Linked DNA regions of Gossypium hirsutum: region 1 is linked to region 2. The links are chromatin contacts, called in public Hi-C maps. All regions are on one chromosome and are shown on one strand. The core of a region is the stretch at or near the end of the contact, and the rest is flanking DNA. Distances in the headings are between cores, read along the strand shown. Region 1 holds the start of LOC107901634 (cysteine proteinase COT44). Region 2 holds the start of LOC107901612 (probable WRKY transcription factor 15).

The links. A called contact is a pair of places that touch in the nucleus more often than the background predicts.
Region 1: a Hi-C map of leaf shows a contact between it and region 2, with 2.4 times the contacts expected there. The contact joins the promoter of LOC107901634 here to the promoter of LOC107901612 in region 2. A contact is called at or near these places in 7 of 34 Hi-C or Micro-C datasets (callus, hypocotyl, leaf and 1 more).

The regions. Positions count from the first base shown.
Region 1 is chrA11:35,810,395-35,815,918 of Gossypium_hirsutum_v2.1, reverse strand. LOC107901634 (cysteine proteinase COT44) reads right to left here and starts at 3,607. Exons shown (of 4, transcript XM_016827711.2): 1 at 2,938-3,607; 2 at 2,611-2,849; 3 at 2,365-2,505; 4 at 1,760-2,272. The coding sequence starts at 3,385. The coding sequence ends at 1,997. It overlaps LOC107901623 (probable beta-1,4-xylosyltransferase IRX14), which reads right to left. Exons shown (of 3, transcript NM_001326906.1): 3 at 5,447-5,524. The coding sequence ends at 5,447. LOC107901646 (UPF0481 protein At3g47200) reads right to left here and starts at 902. Exons shown (of 1, transcript XM_016827725.2): 1 at 1-902. The coding sequence starts at 653.
Region 2 is chrA11:35,583,185-35,588,660 of Gossypium_hirsutum_v2.1, reverse strand. LOC107901612 (probable WRKY transcription factor 15) reads left to right here and starts at 3,760. Exons shown (of 3, transcript NM_001326905.1): 1 at 3,760-4,526; 2 at 4,606-4,731; 3 at 4,808-4,968. The coding sequence starts at 3,775. The coding sequence ends at 4,967.

The DNA of each region.
Region 1 (5,524 bases), core at 2,358-4,857, 230 kb before region 2:
GCATATCCAAGATGTTGGAATCCTACGGCAGCGCCTTGAAAAAGCTCGAGCACGAAGCAGCCATCGAGAACCAACATTTCGACGAACTCATTGCTGCTAAGAGTGATGGTTCCTTCATAACAGGCTCGAGCCCTTTCTTCAAGTTCCTTCATGGAATCGAGATAAACTTGTATTTCCTGATTTGTACGCTTCAAGACACGGTGAAGGGAGCGCCACTTGTGCTGATCCATTTGGCGTAGGCGTTTCTTGCCATGATGGTAAGGTCCTAAGGAAACAAATTGAGGGACATAAGATTTGATATCACCTTCTCTTAGATAGTGGGGAACTCTATAGATGCTCAGCCTTTCCCATGAACCAGCTGCATCATCTTGGCGAGCCTGCTCCAACTTTTCTTTGATCGATATGATCCACTCAGACTCGGGCGGAGTGTTGGCCTCTTGGCAATTCCCATCATCTGCATTGATTGGGACCTGCAAGCAATCAGATGGTTGATGCTGTTGTTGTTTCTGCAAATGATGTTCATGGACTTGAGCCAAGTCAAGGGATTTGTTGGTGCCTGTAGATGATCTAGGGAGTCCAGATTCCACAGTTTCCCTGAGTTTGAGTGTGATTAGGTACCAACTCAGGAGCTCTTTGTTGAAGACAGCTACCATGTTAATTGGTAAACAAAGGAAATCTGGAAATGATTTGAGAGTTGTAATTCCCTGAAGAAAATAAATTTGAACACACAGCAGTTGACGTATAAATGTTTATTTAATGCTTTGAGGTGATGTGAACCAATATGGGGTAACACAGTCCCACAAGAACCCCCGTGGCCCTTGGCTTAAAATAATAGTTTCCTGATGGGTTTTTTAGGCTCAACTTTTAAAACCTTCATTTCTTGTCCTACAATATTCAACAGGCATTTTGTTGGTTAAATTGAATATACAAAGTTTATAAGTTTTCTTTTTTTTGGTCAGCCACTGACTTGGAAAGCGTGCAGCAGCGGGTAACCTGCCTGCCAGTTTATGATATTCCTAAACGAAATTAGTAATAGAAATGGGGATGCAGTTTGCATAAGAAATGAGTTCCTATCTATGCTTTTCATAAAGTCGAGGGTAATGACAGTGTTGCGTAAGCACATGGATGAAATGAGTGTGGTTGGTATCGGTTCAACTCATATAATGACTCCATTCATACTAGAAGGTGGGACATGAGCAGCTTCAAGCTTTTATATAAACCTTGCCTTTGTTAACTAATTTTAGATACAGATTCTCCAACTGCTCATAACAAATTTAACTATTAATTCAGTGACTTAAAAATTAGATTTGGATAAGTTTTTGAATTTTTCATCATCACATTTGTGTCTATATTGAGTTCCGTTATTTTATTATTTAATTAAATTTTGTTATGCAATTCTAATTTAATTAAAATAATTTAGGGCAAGATCTATTAATTTTTTATATTTTATTTTCATAGTTATTAGCAATAATAAGTTAATTGATATAGTATTAAAAATTAATAAAAAATATTATTTTATAAAGAGATAAAATTATTTTTTAAAATATATTTTAACTTTTCAAGTCTTTATTTGAAGTTAATTTATTAAAATAATTTTTCAATACAACTCTCATGTGCAATTCCTGAAATATGTATATCATTAATGTTGAGTGACAAGTTTTAATTTTGAATTATTAACACATGAATTAGTAGAGGTTTCTAAGAACTTGAATGGTGCAACTACCATAACTATAACATAATGAGTCAAAGACAGAGTTGGTAGTCCAAGTCCAAGACGGCAACTTGGGGCTTTGAGGCCCAAAATCATGCCAAATCTAGATTAAACTTTGAATTCATCACAACAATACCAGCTTTCCAATCAGCTGTTTTGACTAATGAAAATATATGTACAAACAATCATAAATTAACTTCAAACAAACAAGGAAATAGAGAGTGAACTTCCATAGCTCCTCTTCTCCCATGGCCCAAAACAGCAGCTGGCACACATTTTTAACTCTCAGGCACTGCTAATTTTCTGAGTGTCTTCATTAGTCCAGTAAGGTTTGATGATGTTTGTCCCATTCTTAACAGGATAGGAAGCCTCCATCGCAATGCCACACTTGCCAGCACGGTCATCAACGTTACGCTCCATCCTTATGTATCCATCTTCACCCCAACCGCTGCCCCATGAGTTCCTCACTGTCCAATATTCCTGACCGTTCTCATCCATGCCATATCCGATGACAATCACGCCGTGGTCTAATGCTGACCCGCATTCACCGCTGAAAACTCCCTAAACATTTGACAACTGAGTTATAAACGGGATTTAAATTCGAATCAACTTATTGGATGGCTTGAAGGAGAAGCAGAACAGGTCAAGCTTACCGATTCGTAGAGTTGGAAAGCTCTGCCACTAGCTTCAATGGCGACACTCACAGGTTGATGTGATACAGCCTTCTTCAATGCCTTCTCATCATATTGAACAACATCCTCGTACCCATCAATGCTGACAACCTTAGCATTCTTCTGTTACAAATCCCAAAAAGAAAAAAACAGGGCATCAATCTCCAAACGTCGAAAACAAATAAACTACAAGATATAGTGTCATAGAATTAAGCTTTGGAAACTGACCCTCGTTGGATCGCATTGGTTATTATCAGCACCAAGGTAAGGATAGTCTTGTTCAGAGTCAATGCCACCGTTGTCAATAATGAATTGGAAGGCATAATCCATTAGGCCTCCATCGCAACCAGCGTCGTAGGATCGGTCACAATCTACTAGCTCTTGCTCTGACAAAGAGATTAGTTCGCCGGTGGCGATTTTATTTATGCCTTCAACAGCTGCAATCGTTGAAAATGCCCAGCAACTTCCTGGTCAAGTGAACGATACAGAGCGGGTAAGCTTGATATTTAAAAAGAAATTAATTTGAAGTTGAAATGAAAAAAGAAAACAGCTCACCGCAACGCCCTTGATCCTTCACTGGAGTAACGGCTCCATGATCTCTCCAGTCAAAAGATTCCGGCAACCTGTCGCCGGCGCGGGAAGCATAGCGTTGGCTGGGGTTTTTGGACTTCATGACTCGACGTTTAGGGTCACTCTTTGTACCCAAAAACATGGAACGGTACTCCTGGTTAGTTAAATCAGCGAACTTGTTCAACCCAAGTTTGTATGTGGTGTTTTTGGAGTTATGTTGGTCGATAAATTTCAAGTTATCCTTAAAGATATCGAACCGGTTTTCTTCCTCCCCTATACCGTTGTATTGTTTGCCATGTTTAATGAGCCAAGCTTGGTACAAGCTCATCACTTCATCATCGCTCCTCCAGTGATTTTGGCTGAAGCTGGTTGCCCAGGATAAGGTGAAGAAGAGGAAAAAGAGGGTGGAAATGGGTGTTACTGTGGTTGCCATGGGAGAAATGACAAGGGTTGTTATGGTTATTGGAGGGAGTGGTTTGGAGAAGAGAAAAGAGAGAGGTACGGGGTTTATATAGAAAAATGGAAATGGTAAATGTTAAAAGCATGACGGTGCAATAATTAAATAAATGTTTGGGGTCTAATTGGGGGGCCGAACCGAACTCATGCTTAGTTATGGGAGTAGAAGGGTGAAGACACTTCTGACATGCTGATGCAATTGCCACTCACTACATCTATCTCTCTGCATTATAAATTACACTAATACGATTGTAGGTCCAATTATACTTCAATTGGAATTAGACCTTTGAAATTTTACCTAAAAACTGATTCAATTTTAAATAGAATAAGTATTAAATTAAAATCTTGGAATTATTTAGTAAAAAAACCATTTGAAAAATAAATTTTAAAAGTTCATAGAGTAGGGGGACTGAAGGCAGAATTGAACCTAAGATTTAACATCACTAAAGTAATAGAAAGATGAAAAGGCCAGCCGAGTCTATATGAACTTGGATAAAGCAGGGCGGCACCAAAGGTAAATTATTGCCCCTATAGCTAAGTTGTTAAATCTTATATTACCTTTGTCTCTAAATTTAAATTAATGGATTTTATTATTATGGATTAATTTTAAATGAAATCCTTAATAAGTATTTAAGTTCAAATTTTGTTATTAGTTCAGATTATTTTATTTTTTAAATTTATCGTAAGTTTATTAACATCTTTTTCAATGCTAAAAAATATAGAATCCACAAAATTTTATTTTTTTTATATAAAAAATCTGATTGCATGTTAGGAAGAGAGTATAGCAAGTTGCAAAATACATGATATGCACTATTATAGTAGTTGTTTGGTATATTATAGTATTTGTTTGGTAGCGGTTGATCATAAGACTGCACTTGGGTAACATGCTTTGTTGTTCCTTTTTCTCAGCTTATGAAATTCAGTGCAACCTCTTTGAAATATCCCAACTTGCTTTTTTTTGTATATAAATTATCTGAATATGGATATCGCCACTCACTCCATGTGAGCATCCCGAGAGAATCATTTACTCACTGTGAGATTTCTTTTCTTTTGGTTTCAAGATATAATCTACAAATTACCTTTCCAAGCCGCAATCTATCTCGTCTCATACATTCACTTCCTAAAGGGGCGGGAAATTTCGACTCATGGGATTTCACTCTAATTGGCATTGGCATATTTGGTGAAGGTACATTTAAGAGATATTTTAGGTTATCGAGTTATGGGCTTTCAAGCTGCGCATTTAATACGGGAATCGACAAAACCCTGGTAGGTTCAGAGCAAAACTAACGGCCAATGCCATACCAAAAAAACAGCCAACGAACCTCACTCTGCCTACCCTCTTAGGTAGAATTAACAAACAACAAAAACTGAACCTTCCCGCTTACTTTCTTCACCACATCTCTTTTGTCTTTACGTAGCAACCGCCAACTACCGAAGCATCAGCTTGAAAACACTGCCTCACCCGCTCCCAGTTTTTACCCCTTTTTGCTTCATTTCCAATCTATTTAGTCCTTCCAGAAACAGACACAAGTTAAAAAACTTGCAAGCTGTGATTATCGACTGAACTTGAAGGCTTAAAGATTGAATCGTAATTTAGAAAATGTACTTTTCTTTTGTTATTTCCTGGTTTACCAGAGGCAGTTTTAGAAATGAAATGGAAATTTTTATTGTTTTTGACGTAAGACAGGACTATAATTCCTACTAAAAGATTTTATGTATAAATTTGTAACCCAAAAGCATTTCAGTATACAAGCATCTCGCAAGGGCAGAGAGAAAGGCTTAGCTAACATTCCTCAATGAAGCACAATATTGATCACCCTCAACAAACTAAAGACCCAAAAAAACATAAAAGTACAAAGAATAGAAAGAAATTTTAAAAATATTTGAAACTCTGGACAAACTCGAACTGAATTGCACGTAAAAACTGGATTGTTGTGAGAGGTGCTTCTCCATATTTACTGGTAACACCATCTACATTTGCCCCCCATTTGGTCCAATCTCATGGTGCAGCAGTTCCATAGGTTGCGGGGTAAAGATTTTAGCTTTGTTCAGAATGCCTTGTTGAAACCTGTGTGTCAGTTTTTGGTTCATGCTTTCTTTTACTTCGATGTTTTGA
Region 2 (5,476 bases), core at 2,511-5,010:
AGAACCGTCGAAACATAAACACAAAATTCTTTAAAAGCTTGTTAAAGCTAATACCTAAGTGTGTTATGGGTTATTTTTCTAGGGAGGAAAAGGGCTTATTTATAGGCTAAATTCATAAGTCAAATAATATTAAAATAATCTACACTAATTAGAGTTTAACTGGGAGAAGAAAATCAAAAAAATTATATGATACGTCACCACTTTGTGACGTGAATTCGTGTCATTGTGACGAGGTGGCATCACGTCGTCGGGATGATAGACTTCTTGTTGTGATGTCGGCAACTCATCAGGACGAGAAGCTGCTTCTCGTTGCAACACCACTCTCTGATTGTGTCTTAATTTGACTGAAATGTGAGGCATACTCCACAGGTCTCTATACCCTTTTTAAAATTTATAATTTATAATTTAGGGCCTATACTTTAATTTGGAGACATTGAGTACCTGTACTTTTTTTAATTTAAAAATTTTAGTCCCTCCATCTAATTTTTCTATTAAAGTTAGCAGTGTCAAAGGTAAAATAATTTTTTTAGACATTTACAATTTTTTGTCAATTTTATCATTACCTTTTAAACATGCATAAAAAATTTTTAAAAAAAATATTTTTTTCATATTTTAAATAAAAACATAAGAATTAAAACAATTTAAATAAAATATAGAAAAAGCTCTTTAAAATTCAAAAAATAAAATATAAAAAATTTTAAAGATATAAAAAAATTCCAAAATTCAGTGTTGTCTAAACTAGACTGGACTAGCAAGCCGGACTTGGAACCGATTGGGGAATCGGTTCAGAGAGAGCTAAAAATTCGATTAACTTGTGAACAAATATGATTTGGTTTAATCGAGCTAAAAATCTATTGAACCGACAATTAAACTGATTTTTATAATTTATATATTTTTATTTTTTATTTTATAATTTTTTTTTGCTTTGAACTGGTTATGATCGATCGTTCTAGGAACCAATTGGTCAAACTAGTTTGAAATCGATTTAACTAAATTTTTAGCTCAGTTCAACTAGTCCATATAGATTTTTTAGCTCAGTCCAACTAGTCCATATAGATTCGCAGATCAATCGATTTTTTACCTCTCACTAGATCAATACGCCAATCGGTTCCCAAGTCGACTGATTGGTTTGATTTAGATAACATTGGATTTTAAAATTTTTGTTTATATTTTTAAAATAATTTTAATTTTTTAATTGTTGAATTTTAAAAATTTTTTCATAATTTTTTTATTTTTATGTTTTTATTTAAAATATGAAAAAATTTATTTTTTTAAAATTTTTATGTACTTTTAGAGAGTAAGAACCAAAATTAATAAAAAAAATATAAATGTTGAGGACTAAAATATTTATTTTACCTTTGACATTGTTAACTTTAATGGAAAAATTAAACGAAGGGACCAATAAAAAATACAGGGACTTAATGTCTCAAAGATAAAGAATAGAGACTAAATTTTAAATTTCGAAAGAATATATAAACTTTTGGCATATTTAAACCTATAATAAACAATAAGTAGGTATTTTTATTTGTATGAATATTTTCCCCAAACTTATATATATTAATTAGAGATTATATCTAAGAATAATTATTTTATCCAACATTACTAAAAAAAAAACTTCATAAAGTGGCTTTATTTATTATTTTATTTTTATTTTTATTTGACTAAACTTAAAGAAACATGGCATCATCCTAAATTTGTTTGTAGAGATTTGTCTTTTACATCATCGGATAGGAATAATCTTATATATAATACATAAAATTAATAGAAATTATTAATTTAACAGAAAATATTATTTTAAATAACAATTTAAAGAAAAATATTTGATACATTATGGTCCACAAATAGAAATAGAGTTGAGAGATAAATTATTTGATATATAAGTTGTAAAGCTTTTTAGACACCACAAAAAATTTTGAGTGTAATAAATTTTCAATTAATTTTATTTAAATTTTTTTAATAAACCCTCTGAAATACATGTGACATTCTCAATTCATTTGTAAAATTTTTGAGATAATTTTCCGAAATTGAAACACATCATTAATTTTAATCAGTTTATGATTTTTTTTTAATAATTTCATTATAAATTTTGATCATATCTATTATCCTTTATATAAGTCATAAAACTACCCGTAGCCCATTTCTAACCCATAAGTAGGTGAACAATATATTTTAACGCACTCAAATTACGTTCTATTGTATTGACATCAATATATATATAAATGAAACTAAAACTTAATTAACACTATGCCACACTACTAGCCGATTATTTAATTAATTTTAATAGAAAATATTAGTAACATACATGAATAATTGCATATAATATACTAATAAAACTTAATTAATAGTGGATTTGGACCAGACTGGTTAAGACATAGTTTTGACCGCATCATCCGCGTGTCCCAAGCTTCCTTAGACCAATTTGATCTGCATGGACCCCACAGATCAGGTCTAGAATAGCCATTTAAGTCAGTTAACCAAAATCTAGTTAGAAATTTTGAAGACAAAAAATAGTAAACTTGAGCAAAATTTATTAAATTATTCGCTAAAAAATAATTATTGATTTATTTAAGTTATTAAATTATTAAAAATGATATTTTTTATTTAAACTGTTTATACTAATTGAAAACTCTCATTTTTCTTCTCTCCTATAGTTTAATTATTTTATAAAACAACTTTAAAGTTATAAATCTTTGAACCATAATTCAAACTTCCTTATATGTTATTTGAAACTAATTGTTAGGTTAACTTAAATCTGATGTATATTCTTCTACTTATTTATAGGTAATGATCTATCTTACCAACCGTTGAATCGTCGTTTGGAGTTTGTTAAACAGACTTTTAAAAAAATTAACAGCATAGTAACTTAAATAAAAAATTTTTAAATAATTCAATAATTATTTTGAAATTAAAGGACAAAAATATAAACTTATTAATAATTTAATAATTTTTTTAACATAAATATATAATTTATTTTTGATAAAATAAATAATATGAAACCGTCTAATTTACTTTTTGAGAAGAAACCGTCAATTTTGTTTAGGTTAAACTTTACCCACTAAAGTAAATTACTTGTAACCCTATTATTATACCTATCTAATGCTAAAGTAGAATCTCTAATTTTGTTAAAGAACAGATGAAGTAAACAAAATTATAAGAAGAAGAAGAAGAAGAATGCATTAACAGTATAAGTAATTTAATTTAAAGAAAAACTAAAAAAAAAATTCCCACGTAATATTAATGTTTAATAATTTAATATCTACGTAGATAAGTTATTAATTTAACAGCAAAAGATATGCCTTAAAAATCATTAAATAAGAAAAAAATTTGTTTTAGCGTACTCAAATTTATTTATTTCTATATTAATAATAATATTCATATTAATCGAACTTATACATCGTAAAAATTAGAATATAATAATTTAATAATCTAATAATAATGATAAATAAAGTTAAAATCTCATTGATTGTTTTTATTTAATTAATAAAGAAGTGAAATGTGATGCATATTAAGTTATAAAATAATGAAATTGTTGGATGTTCATGAAAAAAGGAATTATATGGTTGGAGTTGGATGTTATCAGTACCCATATAAGAGGGCAAATGTTAAAGTAACAAGTCAGTGACCTAATTGAGCAATAGGGTTCCATAGCCGATGGCACCATGTTGACCAAATTAGTCCAGTGCTCCCTTTATCAACAACCCTCTCTACGTTTTCTTTTCACTTTTTTTTTTTCCTCTCTTCCTTTTTCCTCCCTTGAATGGTGTTGTTGCAGACATGGCCGTTGAACTCATGATGAGTTGCAGGAACGGTGACAGCTTCGCAGCCAAAATGGAAGAAAACGCCGTCAAAGAAGCCGCTTCCGGGCTCGAAAGTGTTGAGAAACTCATCAGATTACTTTCTCAAACTCAACAGCAGCAGCAAACTAACAGTAATAATCAAGAGAAATACCAAGCTTCCTCTATCTCAACAACATCTAATTCCCTGGATTTGGAAATGGACTGCAAAGCTGAGGCTGATGCCGCCGTTTCAAGGTTCAAGAGAGTTATCTCTCTTCTGGGTCGAACCAGGACCGGACATGCTCGTTTCAGACGAGCCCCTGTTCAACCCGATCAAGAGCAAGAAACCAAGGTTTATTACGCAACACCGATCCAGCAGATTCCGCCACCAGTGACTACTGCTTATCCTCTTCCTCCTCCTCCTCCTCCTCCTCCTCATCATCATCATCGTGATTTTATGACGGTGAAAACAGGGGGTTTAGAACGGATTGATTCGTCGAAAACCATTAATTTTTCGTATTCTTCTGCTGGGAATTCGTTTTTGTCATCCTTAACGGGAGATACTGATAGTAAGCAGCCATGTTCATCGTCATCTGCGTTTCAAATTACTAATTTTTCTCAGGTTTCCTCGGCTGGGAAGCCTCCTTTGTCGTCTTCTTCTTCTTTCAAGAGGAAGTGTAGCTCCGACAACTTGGGTTCTGGCAAGTGTACTAGTGGGTCTTCCGGTCGCTGCCATTGCTCTAAGAAAAGGTACTATTACTCAACCCATCGATTTCTTTTTTAACTTTCTTATCATGTCGTGTATTTAAAATTTTTGGTTTTTTGACAGAAAACTGAGATCGAAAAGGGTGGTGAGGGTTCCAGCAATAAGCCTGAAGATGGCCGATATTCCGCCAGATGATTACTCATGGAGAAAGTACGGTCAAAAACCGATCAAGGGATCCCCACACCCAAGGTATGTGGATTAGAAAAAGGTTTTGCACAAATTTCCACACATTGTTTTTCTGACTAGAAATTCCAACATACAACAGGGGTTACTATAAGTGCAGCAGTGTAAGAGGATGTCCAGCCCGTAAACATGTTGAAAGAGCCTTAGATGATCCATCGATGCTAGTAGTTACCTATGAAGGCGAGCACAACCATTCCCTATCTGTTGCTGAGACCACTAATCTCATCCTGGAATCTTCGTAAAAATCCCCCTCAAGTTTCAATTTTCATTTTCTCTTACATTATGTGTAGGATGGAACAGTTTTAAATGTGTTCTCAAGTTAAAAAGAAAATCAATCTCGAAGGAGATATTTCCTCTGTAAAATATATCTATATGCAGAAGCTTTGTTTAATTAAAAGGGAAGATGGTGGATTTGGTATTAGATTTTATTTTAAAAGAATGGAAATTGGGATCCAAGATTTCCAAGCCATGAATCATTAAATCCTTGGTTTATTTTTATATAATTCGTTTGCTTTCTTTAATCTTGTTTCTAGATGCCGACTGACTACTTTTTGTTTTTCTTCTTACACAAGTGAAGCAAATTTTCTACGTATAAATAGTAATAAAGGCAAAAAAGAAAAGGACTGAGTCAAAGAATTGGATAGATGTGGACCAATCTGTCGTGTTAGAGGGGTTGTTGACTATAACAAAAATGAGTTAGCAGTTGGGACGGCGAATTAACTATGGGTTGGTGTTGGGTAGCATACTTACT